Regions from separate parts of the Mus musculus genome. Here all the other regions are linked to region 3. Evidence: chromatin contacts called from public HiChIP or PLAC-seq and promoter capture Hi-C data. All regions are on one chromosome and are shown on one strand. Each heading gives the region's core, a stretch centred on a gene start, on an enhancer-like site or on the middle of the called end of the contact. The rest is flanking DNA. Distances are from core to core; before and after follow the strand shown.

Region 1 (3,822 bases), core at 719-3,218, 220 kb before region 3:
CTCAGGACCTCTGGAAGAACAGCCAGTGCTCTTAACTGCTGAGCCATCTCTCCAGCCCCCCCCCTTTTAAGTGAACATTTTCTTAGTAAATTCATCTCCCTTTCTCTTTCTTTCTTCCTTCCTTTCTTTCTTTCTTTCTTTCTTTCTTTCTTTCTTCCTTCCTTCCTTCCTTCCTTCCTTCCTTCCTTTCTTTCTTTCTTTCTTTCTTTCTTTCTTTCTTTCTTTCTTTCTTTCTGTGTGTACTTGTACGGAAATCAGTTCTCTCCTTCTACCAAGTGGGTTCCAGAAGGTTGTGAGTCTTGGCAGCAAGCCCCTTGTACACTGAGCCATCTTGTCAGCCCATGCTAAATCCTTTGGTGGCTCTTTCTTTGGGATGCAGCTGTTGAACAGGGCCACAGGTAACGCTGTCCAGCATCTGCCTAGCGCTCAGTGTTGGAGGAATAAGTGAGTGGACATTCCGTGACATCAAGGCAGCAAGTCTGCCTGGGGATCTGGGAACAGCCCAGAGGGCAGTGACCTGGAAGTCCTGTTGGGGAGTCCAGGGGCCCTGTGGGCACTGCTGGTCCTTTGTGGGGCTGGGGATCTGCTTTGAGCCTCGCTCTTTGTTTGGATTTCGCATTCTCTTTGCTCATGGTAAGTGCTGAGTGGCCAAGAGGTCCAGGGTCTGACCCAGAATGGAAGAATCCCAGGGAATCCTAGGCTCTGGGACAACCATGAGTCCTTGTGAACAGAAAGCCACAACTACAACCCCACAAGCAACAGTGAGCTACAGATGGGTTCTCCCAACCCTACAGGACTGAGAGACCCAGAGCTACCCAGGCTGGACTTAGCAGAGGGAAGGGCCCTGACTGGGGCCAGCTTTGGAGGAGGATGGTTCAGAACAGCTGGGGAAGCAGGATGGTGATAGGTGAGCCTCAGGAAATGGAGATTAGATGCTGCAGCCCATAAGCAGAAGCGTGGCTAATGGGAGGGATATGTCCCTGGTCCAAGCTGGCGGAGGAGGTGTTGTCCCCACAATACCCTTTGAGTTTACCACTTCATCGAAAGCTACGCTACCTCCCACACTCTCCTCCCACCGTCTTGTATATCCCTGTCTTGGTGTTAACACCATTTTGACCCCAGACTCTTCAGGAGTCTTGTTTGTTGATGCTGAACACACCACATCTCGCAACGCCCCCACAGGCATATACATCCCGCTCTATACTCCGGATCTCTCGCCCCCTTCACCTCAATCCCCGCCCCAGCCGTGGCTTTGGGTCCGGTTTCTGCCCTATATTTAGGCAGAAATTGGCAAAGAGAATGGGCTGAGGGTGATTGCTGTCGGAGCCAACACCTCCTCTTCCGAGTGCCTTTCTCTGGGAAGGAGAGGGATGGTACAAGAGGGAGGGGGTAACGAAGCCTCGCTTCCACCTGGGGGAATGGTTGTGGACAAGCCCGGTAAGAGTGGCCGGGAGAGAACGCTCCTAGTCCCTCTCTGACCCTCAGCCATAGACCAGAGATCGATGACGAAACTCTTCTTGCCTGCCCCTGGCCTACAAATTCTGAGAAACAGGGACACCCTTCCTGCAGCCAGTGAGCGCCGGTCGAACAGTGAGAGCCCATTAACTTGATCATTGGTTTAGGTGACAATCCCAAAAGGGACATGGGCTTTGGTGTGACTCTGGGGTGGCTAGTGCCTCTCTCGGAGGCTGTCTGGACGAAGCAAACCCGATGCCTAGGTTCGATCAGTGCGGAGCCTCCAGAACCGATGGACTCTATAAAGAGACCACAATCCCATAGCCTGCGTGCAACCCAGACCCTATCTCTCCGCTCCAGTGAGGGGATCGAAACCCCTCTTCAAGGGGCGGCTCTCCGGGCTATCTGCTCCCTTCCAGGTCCCTGTGGTTTTCTCCGGTGGCCCCACCCAGGCCCCGCCCCTTCGCGGTCCCCTCCATCCCTTCCCCGCTGCATCGCCGCCCTACAGCCCCCGCTCTGTGGCGGCCGCCCGAGACACGTGTGCCCGCGCCCGGCGGGCGTGCGGGGAAGCGCGGCCACGCCTGGTCCGGCCACCATTTCTCCGGCGCCCACCGGTTCGAGTGCGGAGCCTGAAGCATGAGCGGCGACTCGGAGCGCGCGGTGGCCCCGGGGGTGGTGCCTGCACCCTGCGCCTCGAAGGTGGAGCTGCGGCTGAGCTGCCGGCACCTGCTGGACCGGGACCCATTGACCAAGTCCGACCCCAGCGTGGTGCTGCTGCAGCAGGCACAGGGCCAGTGGCTACAGGTAGGGCGGCCAATGACCGGGAGCTGGGTACCTGAAGACCTAAGTGTGAGTTGAGATTTGGGGTGCTGGCAAGGGTGTTCTGAAACTGGGGCTGCCGGGGCAAAAGAGGAGGTGTCCACCTGCTGCGAGGAAGGGCATAGCAACGGGAGCAGCGGCAGAAAGGAACCTCGGTGGAAAAGTGCTTAGAAGTACAGCCGAGGGTCTCAGCCTGGGATTGTCGAGCAAGAGTGAAGCGCCCAGGCTAGACTAAGGAGCGCAGGAGGGAGTGCAGCTCAGGAGTGGGGACGCTGCCTGAGGCAGGTATAGGGACTGTCTAAGGTCACAGGGTCCCACCTTTATTGGCTGCAGCAGCCATGAGCTTCTCGCCAGTGAAAGCAGCGTCAGTGATGTTAGGGCTGCGAGCTAGACATGCTGGTTGGGTAGAATGGAGCTGGCCCCGGGCGGCACAGGGACTCCATCGCTCAGATTTAAGACGCCCTGGTTAGAGGACTCTCCACCCTACAACCTGTCTCCTCACTGCGATTTAGGAGAAATCACAAATTGCGTGCGTGCGTGTGGCTACGGTTGAGGACTGAAAGCCCCTCCCCGCTCCTTAATGCCCCCTGCCGACCCAGATCTGAGTACCTGTTTCCAGCATGGGGTTTTTCCACTGGCCACCCATAAACCCGGGGTAGCCAGGGTCTTCAGAAAGTGGGCTTCCCCGTAGTCACCAGCTCCCATTAGCCCCCAGAAGGGTACTGCCCCTGTTCTGGGGTAGTGTCAGGGTTCTGCCCATGTTCTGGGCTGCTGTTTTATATAGCCCGTGTTGTAGTGTGTATAAACCACTTTCTCAGTTGCCAACTCCCATGGGACTGGCTTTGTCTCAAGAGTGGGAAACAGGGGCACACCTTAGTTGGAAGGCCTGACAGGCATAAAAGACTTGAACCTGAGTCTCTACTCAAGCAGGAGTGTCCCCCCTTCCCCCAACAGCAGCTCTGAGCCACCACTTGGCTGTGGCAGTCATATGCAGGAAACATGGGAGGAGAGCCAGGAAAGAGGTATCAGATAGACTATGTGACTATCGTAGGGTAGCCAGGGCACCGTGAATGTGCAGGGGATCCAGAGAGTGAAGGGGAGAATGTATCCCGGGGACCCACATAAAACCAACTCTGCATCTCAGCATACTCCTTAGGCTCTGGGTCTGAGAAGTCTTGTGGTTCGCTGCCCTAGAAGATAAAGAACATACCCAAAAGCATTTTGGTGGTCACGCCCCTAGAAGGTATTAAGGGGTTGCTCTGCAGCTGTCTGTTTAAGGACCATCTTGTGACCCAGGTCCTCTCATAGCATTGCCTGGCTTGATTGCTGCCTGGTACATACATTTCTGGGAAGGGCCCAGGCAGACCCTTGTCTTACATGCAGGAGCTTCCATGCTGAGAGGACGTGGTAGTCTATTAGCTAAGGTTTGTCAGTGGTGTATGTTCTGAAGGAAGGAGCTGAACTCGGTGGGAGGGACTGGTGAACCCTCTGGCAGGGAAATCCCTTTGCCACTCATCTGAGTGCTGGGGAAAATGTCTCCACATTAGA
Region 2 (3,798 bases), core at 1,168-3,667, 180 kb after region 3:
TTAGAGATGAGGAAGGGGCAGAGACTTGGTGCCCAAAGGCATCAGGTGGGCTTCTCAAGGAGGGCAGCAGCTTTTACACTCTCATGCACATGCCTCAGCTCCATGATCCCATGCTTTAAAGAAATTATTACCTGGGGAATGATGGGGCATGCCTTTAATTCCAGCGCTCAAGAGCTGAAAGCAGGCAGACCTCCGAACTCCAGGCCAGCCAGGGCTACCTAATGTCACCTTTCCCATCCCCTAAATTCTTTAGGTTTAAAAATTGTCTATTAGGCTTGGCATGATGGTACACACACCTTTAGACTAAGGAGGTGGGGGTTAAGCCTGGTCTACATAGCAAGATCCAGGGTAGCCAGGGCTACATAGACCCTGGCTTAATGATACATTATAAAGATTTTACTTTTGGGAGATCGTTTCTTCAGTGGCTACTGATGAATAACAGGTCTAGATTTAATGCGGAGTACTAGAGGAAGGCTGGCAAGGTCTGTATGAGCGAGCCCTGCTGCGGGCCTGGGAGATGGAACACAGAGCTCCATCCTCCTGGGCTCTGCCTTTTTTGTGTTTCACAGGCTCCAAAACAAAGTTACCATTACAGTCACCCTTAGGGAGCCCCACCAAGCACAGCCCACTAGCTCAGGATGCAGACAAGAAAACACGCTAAAGGCACCAAGAGAGAATTCCCTCTTAGCTTTTGCCTCCCGACATGCAGGCACGGTACCAGCTCATGATAGGTACTTGGGATTTGTTCACTGAATCGGGCGTCTGAGCCCCCCACCCCCAGCCAGTAATGCATACATCAGAGACAGCATACTCCATCTCTGCTTAAGCTTGTGGGCTTGTTCTTTCTTTCCTCAGAGAAAGAAAGAAAGAAAGAAAGAAAGAAAGAAAGAAAGAAAGAAAGAAAGAAAGACAGACCTCTGCCCTATACAAGGGGGCTGCCTGTATTGACAGCCATGCTAACGGAGGCTCAGGGGCACAGGCAAGTTTCCAACATCGCACAGCTCAAAAAATAACTCTGAGCTCTACAAGCCAAGTCCTTGCTCTCCAAACCATCTACCTTCTGGTACCCACGGAGCTGGTGCTGGGAAGACCCAGGGTCTGGGGACTGTCAATAGCAAGAACGCTGGTCTCCCATAAAAACAAAACAAAGCACAACCAATCCCACTGGCTGGAAAGTGTCTGGCGCTTAGGCAGATAAGGGTTTTCAAGCAGGACACTGCTCCCCGCCTGTAGACATAGGAGCCGCTTGGGGACAGCTCCCACGGGCAACCCTTTGGACTTCAGAAGAAGCCATCGTGTGGCTGGGTTGCAGGCGGAATGGCAAGCTGGCCAAATCCTCAGACACTTGGTGTTTCCTTGGGATGGGATCTTCAGGAAATCCTAGAGGTGTTGGGTATGGCTAAGCAAGTGATGGATTGTTCAGATTACATCCAAGTTCCCACAGCGATGGATCCCTGAAAAGCTTTCTGGAAAGCTGAGACGCAGGGTGGGTGATTTTTAAGAGTTTTCTCTCTATTATCAGCCACCCGCCTGTGGGCACGCTCCAAGGAGGGCAGACCCTGCGGTAAGATGTTAACCTCAAGGGTCTTCAGCTGCTGGGAGAGGCCGAGGAAGGAGCACACCATTCACACCTTCCCTTCCAAATATATGGCAGCTGGGCAGCTCGGAGGCCGCTGCCCTGCAGCACCAAGAGCTCGGGTGCATGCGCCATGACCTCACAAAAACCCCAGCTCAGTCGGGAGCCCCAGACCCCCTTCCGCCTCTTGTCATTCCTCCTGGTATCGCGGCTGGGGCGAACAAAGCCTACGCGTGAACAAGCGGGTAGCATCGCCCCTACGAATCCCCTCTCCAGATCCCTAACTCCGGCCCCTACACGCCCCTCCCCCGCTCCCAGGCTCGGCTGGCAGGGGGCTCAGGACGCAACCCCTGGTCACCTCCTTGGAGGGCAGTCCGCAAGCCTTCCGGAGCCCGGAGCTCGCATATCAGGGAAAGAGACGCAGTCTGTGTTTGCCGAGCCGGATACCCGCACGTTTCCAAGGATCTGGCCCGGCCCCCTCCTCCGCCCCTAGCTCTGAGTCGGACGGGCGGGCTCAGAAGGCATCAGCGGGTCTCCAGGCCCCGGGAGTAGCTGGCTAGTGGGCAGAGGGAGGGGCTGCGGTTTGTTGTTGGGTTCTGGGGGCCGGGGTCGGACTCACCTCCCGGACCAGCGCCCTCGGGAGACTCCATGCGGCCAATGGGGTCCGCGGGGGGTGTGGGCAGCGGCGGCGACAGCCCGGGTGCCCCAACTGCTCTGGTGACTACTGAGTCCGGGCTTCGGGCACAGCGCATCGGGGCAGCAGCTAAGGGGCCGCGGTGGCGGGGAGGAGCCCGCGGGGCGGGGCGCGCAGCTGCTTCTGGCGCCGCTCCCCTCCCCATCTCCAGCAGCCAGCAGCACAGGTGCAGCCCCGCCCTGCTCCTCGCGCGCCCCCTGCCGACCCGGCCAACAACAACCCCCCCCCATCCCACTCCCACCCCCCCACCCCCACCCCCACCCACCCTTCTGCAGGGACGTAGCCCTTTGCGGACCTCCGACTTCAGCTAGCTTCCCTGGCTCCTGCGCACTGAGCTGCGCGCTGGCTGCGGTCCATCTATCCATCACAACCTCGGGCTTTTGTGGGGCGCCAGCGACATGAGGAGCCTGGCAAAAGAGTTAGGAGAGGAGGTGCCACAAGAAGGGCCAAAGCAGCCCCAGAACCCTCAACTGATAAGCCTGGAATTGTGGACCTGATTAATGCTATTGAATCCATATTGAGAGTACAAGTCCGGGAGGAGTGGGGGGTGACCTGGTAAAAAGAAGGCCTTGGATGTATTGATAACCCACAGCTGGAGTCCCATCTCCAAACGCCAGTCCTGCATCAGACCTGCTTGCATGGCACAGTGTGCCATTTAATTTTACGTCGACTTAACACAGCTGAAGTTATCTGAGAGGCGGGAACCCCAATTAAGAAAACGCCTCCATAATGTTCCGCCGTAAGGCATTTTCTTAATTATTGATGTGGGAGGGCCAGGCCACTGTGGGTAGCGCTATTTCTGAGCTGGTAGTCCTGGGTTCTATAAGAAAGCAGGCTAAGGCCAGGCTAAGGCTAGGCCTTGGTACCACAGACCTTTAATTATCCCAGGGCTGAGGCAGAGAGGCAGAGGCAGGCGGCTCTTTGAAAACAGCTTGAGCAAGTCGTGAGGAGGAAGCCAGTAAGCAGCTCCTCCTCGGCCTGGGCGGCAGTTCTTGCCTCCAGCCTCCTGGCCTGCTTTCCCTTCTGGCCCTGACTGCTTTTGTCGACGAACAACGGTGTGGAAGTGTAAGCCGAGTATGTATTTCTCCCCAAGTTGTTTCGGTCGTGGTGTTTCCTCACAGAAATTGTAACCCTAACTAAGATACACAGTATCTCTTTACTCCTAGAGATCTAAAGATGCCCGGCACAGAGACCGACAGACAGCAACTTTCTCCAGGTTGCACAATTCAGGGTTAGAAGTCAGAAGGCCCAATCTAAAATCCATTTACACTTTTACAAAAAAACAAAAACAAAACAACAAAGGAAATTATCAGAGAAGATGAGTTATTCATAACTGAACAGGCTGAGGGGAATTTGAGTGGATGAAATAAGTTGGTACTGCCTTGGGCAGAATGGATGGCTAGGACAGTAGCCAAAAAGCTTCATTGAATCAAGTAGGGTCTGAGTCAAAGCTCTGGCTTTCTGCCCAGCTCTAGTGGACACAAGGTAGCCTGTGGCCTTTAAGCTTGAAGGCCGATTTCAGAAAGTT
Region 3 (3,582 bases), core at 232-2,731:
CCACGTGGTCATAGCCAGCCTCTACTTCTCTACTCTCTCCCTCTCTCTGCCTTTCTACAATAAACACCTTAAAACCATTAAAAGAAAGAAAGAAAGAAAGAAAGAAAGAAAGAGGAGAAGAGAAGAAAAGAAAAAAGAGAAAAAAGGGGAAAGAAAAGAAAAGAAAAGAAAAGAAAAAGAAACACAGAAACCATTCTATGAGCCGGCCAACCAGAAACACCCTGGCCTCATCAGTGGGCGCTGTCAGCACACACTTGGTACTGTGTGACTCAGACTTTCCTTAAACTACTTGGATACAGGCTCTCATTCCTAACATAAGCAAGGAATGAGTTTCCTTGTGGGAGGTTCCTACTGTTCCTTCCCTACTGAGGTAGCCCTTGAAGTTTCTGAGGATTAGGGAAGAAGAGCCAGAGTTCCAGGTTGTCTGCACAATGTATCCTGAGCAGAGAGAACCTTCCCTTTCATTTCCTCTTCTCCAGTGTCCTTTGGTTCCGCTTAAATCTGTTGTGTCTCATAAGCTTGAGAACTGGTTGAAGGATGTCACACTCGCCCAGATATTGATTATAAACACTTTCAGGCAAAATTCATTTGTATCCTTTCTTTCCAATTGAAGACTAAGAATCCAGAGGAGATTGTCAGCCAGCCCTACACCAAGTCTCTCTCTTACAATTATGTCCCAGCCTTGTGCTTCCTAGGCGATAGTTCTACCGCAAAGCAAAGCCCGAGACCAACTGCCTTGTTATCATTTATCTCCCAGCTGTGTCTTCTCGCTCTGTTCTTCTCAACCGTCGTAAAGATGGCTGAAACTACTTTCAACAAAGCTGTGTGCTGTGCTTAGCTTGTTAACACTTTTGATGTGCCTTGGAATGAAGGCAACACACTCTGAGAATGAGGTGTTGTGTTAGCTCGGTCACATTGTTTGTCACTAAGACACTAAGGGTTTGAAGCTGATCCTTTCGAGCAGAAAAAAAGGACCATTTATGAAGTACTTCATCCCTGAAGGCTTGCATCATCTTTGAGCCAATCACACTATAGCGACCTCCTAAGGTCCAGGCCTTCCACAAAGACCATCACAGGCACTGTCTGCTTTAAAGAGCCAGAGCCAAGGGAGCGCGTGTACGTGTGCCTCTGTGTGTGTGTGTGTGTGTGTTCGTGTGCAAGGTCCCCATCATGCTTAACCCCACCCCTCTTCAGTCAGCTTTTCCTCCTCGCACCCCCAACCGGTTTCTAACAAACCTTAGTCCTCTCTTGTCCTGCACCCTCCCTCTCCGGCTGCCCCTCCTAGCTCTGCCCCTCCCCCTGGCTCGCCCCTCCCTACCGGTCTTCCCTTCCCTCCCCGCCCGGCCCCGCCTCTTTGACCATTAGCCTCCTCCTCCTCCATCAGCCCCCGCCCTCACCTGCATCTGCCCGCGAGGGGCGGGGCCGGAATGACAAAGCACACGGGCGGCGCGGGACCCGCCCCCTCGCTCGGCGGTGCGTCGCCCCGCTGTTATGGAGACCCGCCGCGCGCGCGGGCGGCGATGATGGGCGGCCATGGCCCGGGCGGGCGGCGGCGGCGCAGCAGCTCCCGAACGCGCGGGGGGCGCGGCGCGGCCCGAGCCGTGGGAGCTGTCCCTGGAGGAAGTGCTGAAGGTGTACGAGCAGCCCATCAACGAGGAGCAGGCCTGGGCGGTGTGCTTCCAGGGCTGCCGCGGGCTGCGGGGCGAGCCGGGCGGCGTGCGGCGCATCCGGGACACGGCAGACATCCTCCTGCGTAGGGACGGTTCGGTTGGCGCGCGGCTGGAGCCCGGTAAGGCGCACCGGAGTGGGTGGGGGTGTGGCCGGCGCGGCGGGCGAGCGGGCGGCCGCTGAGGGCACCCCGGTGCCAAGTGACGGGGCCTCGACCTTTCTCACATCAGCGCCCAGATAGCGCTCTACCGGACCGGGAAGGCCCCACCCTGCCCTCTGGATCTGGGACTCCTTGTCTTCCCTTCGACCTAGGAGAACCCCACAATCACACACACACACACACACACACACACACACGCAGTCTGGGATAACCCTACCAACAGCCCACTATCACACACACACACACACACACACACACACACACACACGCAGTCTGGGATAACCCTACCAACAGCCCATCGTTCTTGATGAGAAGCGGCCGGTTGGCTGCTCGCGCCCAGGGACGCTTTCCCCAGGGGAGAGTGGCTTTGGTTAAAAGCCGGAGTATCTTACGGTCAAGTCCTGAATTTCGGAAGCCTCTCCTTTAGTCAGTTCCCTTTAAGATGGTTTGGGGGAGTCTGCAGTCCTCTGGCCTTGCTCTGGCAGGGCCTGTGGGTGTTCCCGTGAAACTGGTACTCCCCTCTGGCGACACTGCAGACCTTGAGGCTACTTAGAGATGTGTGCCTTTTTCTAGGGGTAGGGAGAGCAGGAGTAATGTGCCTTGTTCTGAGTCTGTACTGAATTAATACTAATTTTTTGAGTTTAATTGTAAATGTAAGCAGAGTGTATAACCTGTGATTTAAAAAAAAAACCAAAACTTAAACAGTGAGAACCAACAATTGAGCTTTTGAAAGATTATTGTAGTCTATTCAGAGCGTTGAGTTCAGGCTCCTGTCTACTGTTCCGCCTCACTTTCCCCCTGGAGAACTGTAGTTCTAGTATGGGGCATACAGTGATAGTACCCCAAAAGTTGATACCCGGTTGGGAGCACAAAGGCAGGCTGTGTGTTTGCTGAGGGAAGGCTGGCCTCCCTCCAACCCCGAGAGCTGTGGGCTTGCAGAAATTCTCTCAGGCAGGCATCTGCGGGGGACTAGGAATGATAAGCAAGGCCAAAGAGAAGCAAAGGACAACAGCTGCCTCTGGAGCAGGAAGGGCCCATTGTGCGCACAGAGGAGCCGCCACCGTGGCTTTCCCAGGCTTCTCAGCCTATACCCATTTCCTCCCTCCCTCCACACCCCTGCCTGACACTTCCAAGCTGTTAAATTTTGCACAAAAGCCCCGATATATTGCACAGGGAAATAATAAACACAACACCCAGGTAGGCTGAGGTTTAACCTTGGCCAGTGCGCTCAGAAAGTGGCATGATTTGCATAAACCCTGCTGGGCTCCCTCTTCCAAGGCTGGCCTGAAGGGGCAGGTGCACCACCATCAACTCTTCACAGCCTTAACACTCCTGTGGCTCTGGCCGCCTCACAAGGCTATTCCTGGGCCCACCCCATTGCTTACCATAGAGAATATAACCCGGGATCTGGTTCCCAGCACTGCAGAGCAACACAGGATTGCAGGCAGCCTGCTTGGTCTGGCCTGTGATGTTTGGGACAAGAAAACTGAGGCTTAGGGTTGTAAGTGGCTTGCCACTGTAACGGTAGTGGGCTGCACTGTGAACAAACCCAGCTTAGCTCCCTGCTGGGTTTCTCTGGGAACATCAAAAAGGACACTCAACAGCCTAGCTCTCCACCCCCTAGAGTTGTACTGCCTTTTTGTTCTCAGACCAGTAGCAATTCCTGCTGGGTCAAAGTTCAGAGAAAGCACTCTATGTTGACCTTTGGGGAGAGGAACCTGTCTGTGGCAGGCACCAACTTCACTTTCTATCCA

The links. HiChIP or PLAC-seq counts read pairs in DNA pulled down with a chosen protein or histone mark. Capture Hi-C pulls out chosen DNA fragments and counts their contacts.
Region 1: a promoter capture Hi-C map of adipose tissue shows a contact between it and region 3. The contact joins the promoter of Cpne7 here to the promoter of Spire2 in region 3. A contact is called at or near these places in 4 of 115 datasets of contacts at active chromatin or transcription factors (bone marrow-derived macrophages, embryonic stem cells, microglia and 1 more) and 3 of 9 other capture datasets (adipose tissue, liver and pancreatic islet).
Region 2: an H3K4me3 HiChIP or PLAC-seq map of embryonic stem cells shows a contact between it and region 3, with 15 read pairs. The contact joins the promoter of Dbndd1 here to the promoter of Spire2 in region 3. A contact is called at or near these places in 11 of 39 promoter capture datasets (3T3-L1-derived adipocytes, the C10 cell line, the HPC-7 cell line and 6 more), 2 of 484 Hi-C or Micro-C datasets (the HL-1 cell line and embryonic stem cells), 14 of 115 datasets of contacts at active chromatin or transcription factors (the 230-238 cell line, the SCID.adh cell line, bone marrow-derived macrophages and 4 more) and 4 of 9 other capture datasets (adipose tissue, embryonic stem cells, liver and 1 more).

Annotation. Positions count from the first base shown.
Region 1 is chr8:123,115,406-123,119,227 of GRCm38.p6, forward strand. It overlaps Cpne7 (copine VII), which reads left to right and starts at 1,969. Exons shown (of 15, transcript NM_170684.2): 1 at 1,969-2,259. The coding sequence starts at 2,092.
Region 2 is chr8:123,513,038-123,516,835 of GRCm38.p6, forward strand. Dbndd1 (dysbindin (dystrobrevin binding protein 1) domain containing 1) reads right to left here and starts at 2,418. Exons shown (of 4, transcript NM_028146.4): 1 at 2,196-2,418. The coding sequence starts at 2,328.
Region 3 is chr8:123,331,232-123,334,813 of GRCm38.p6, forward strand. Spire2 (spire type actin nucleation factor 2) reads left to right here and starts at 1,482. Exons shown (of 15, transcript NM_172287.2): 1 at 1,482-1,789. The coding sequence starts at 1,534.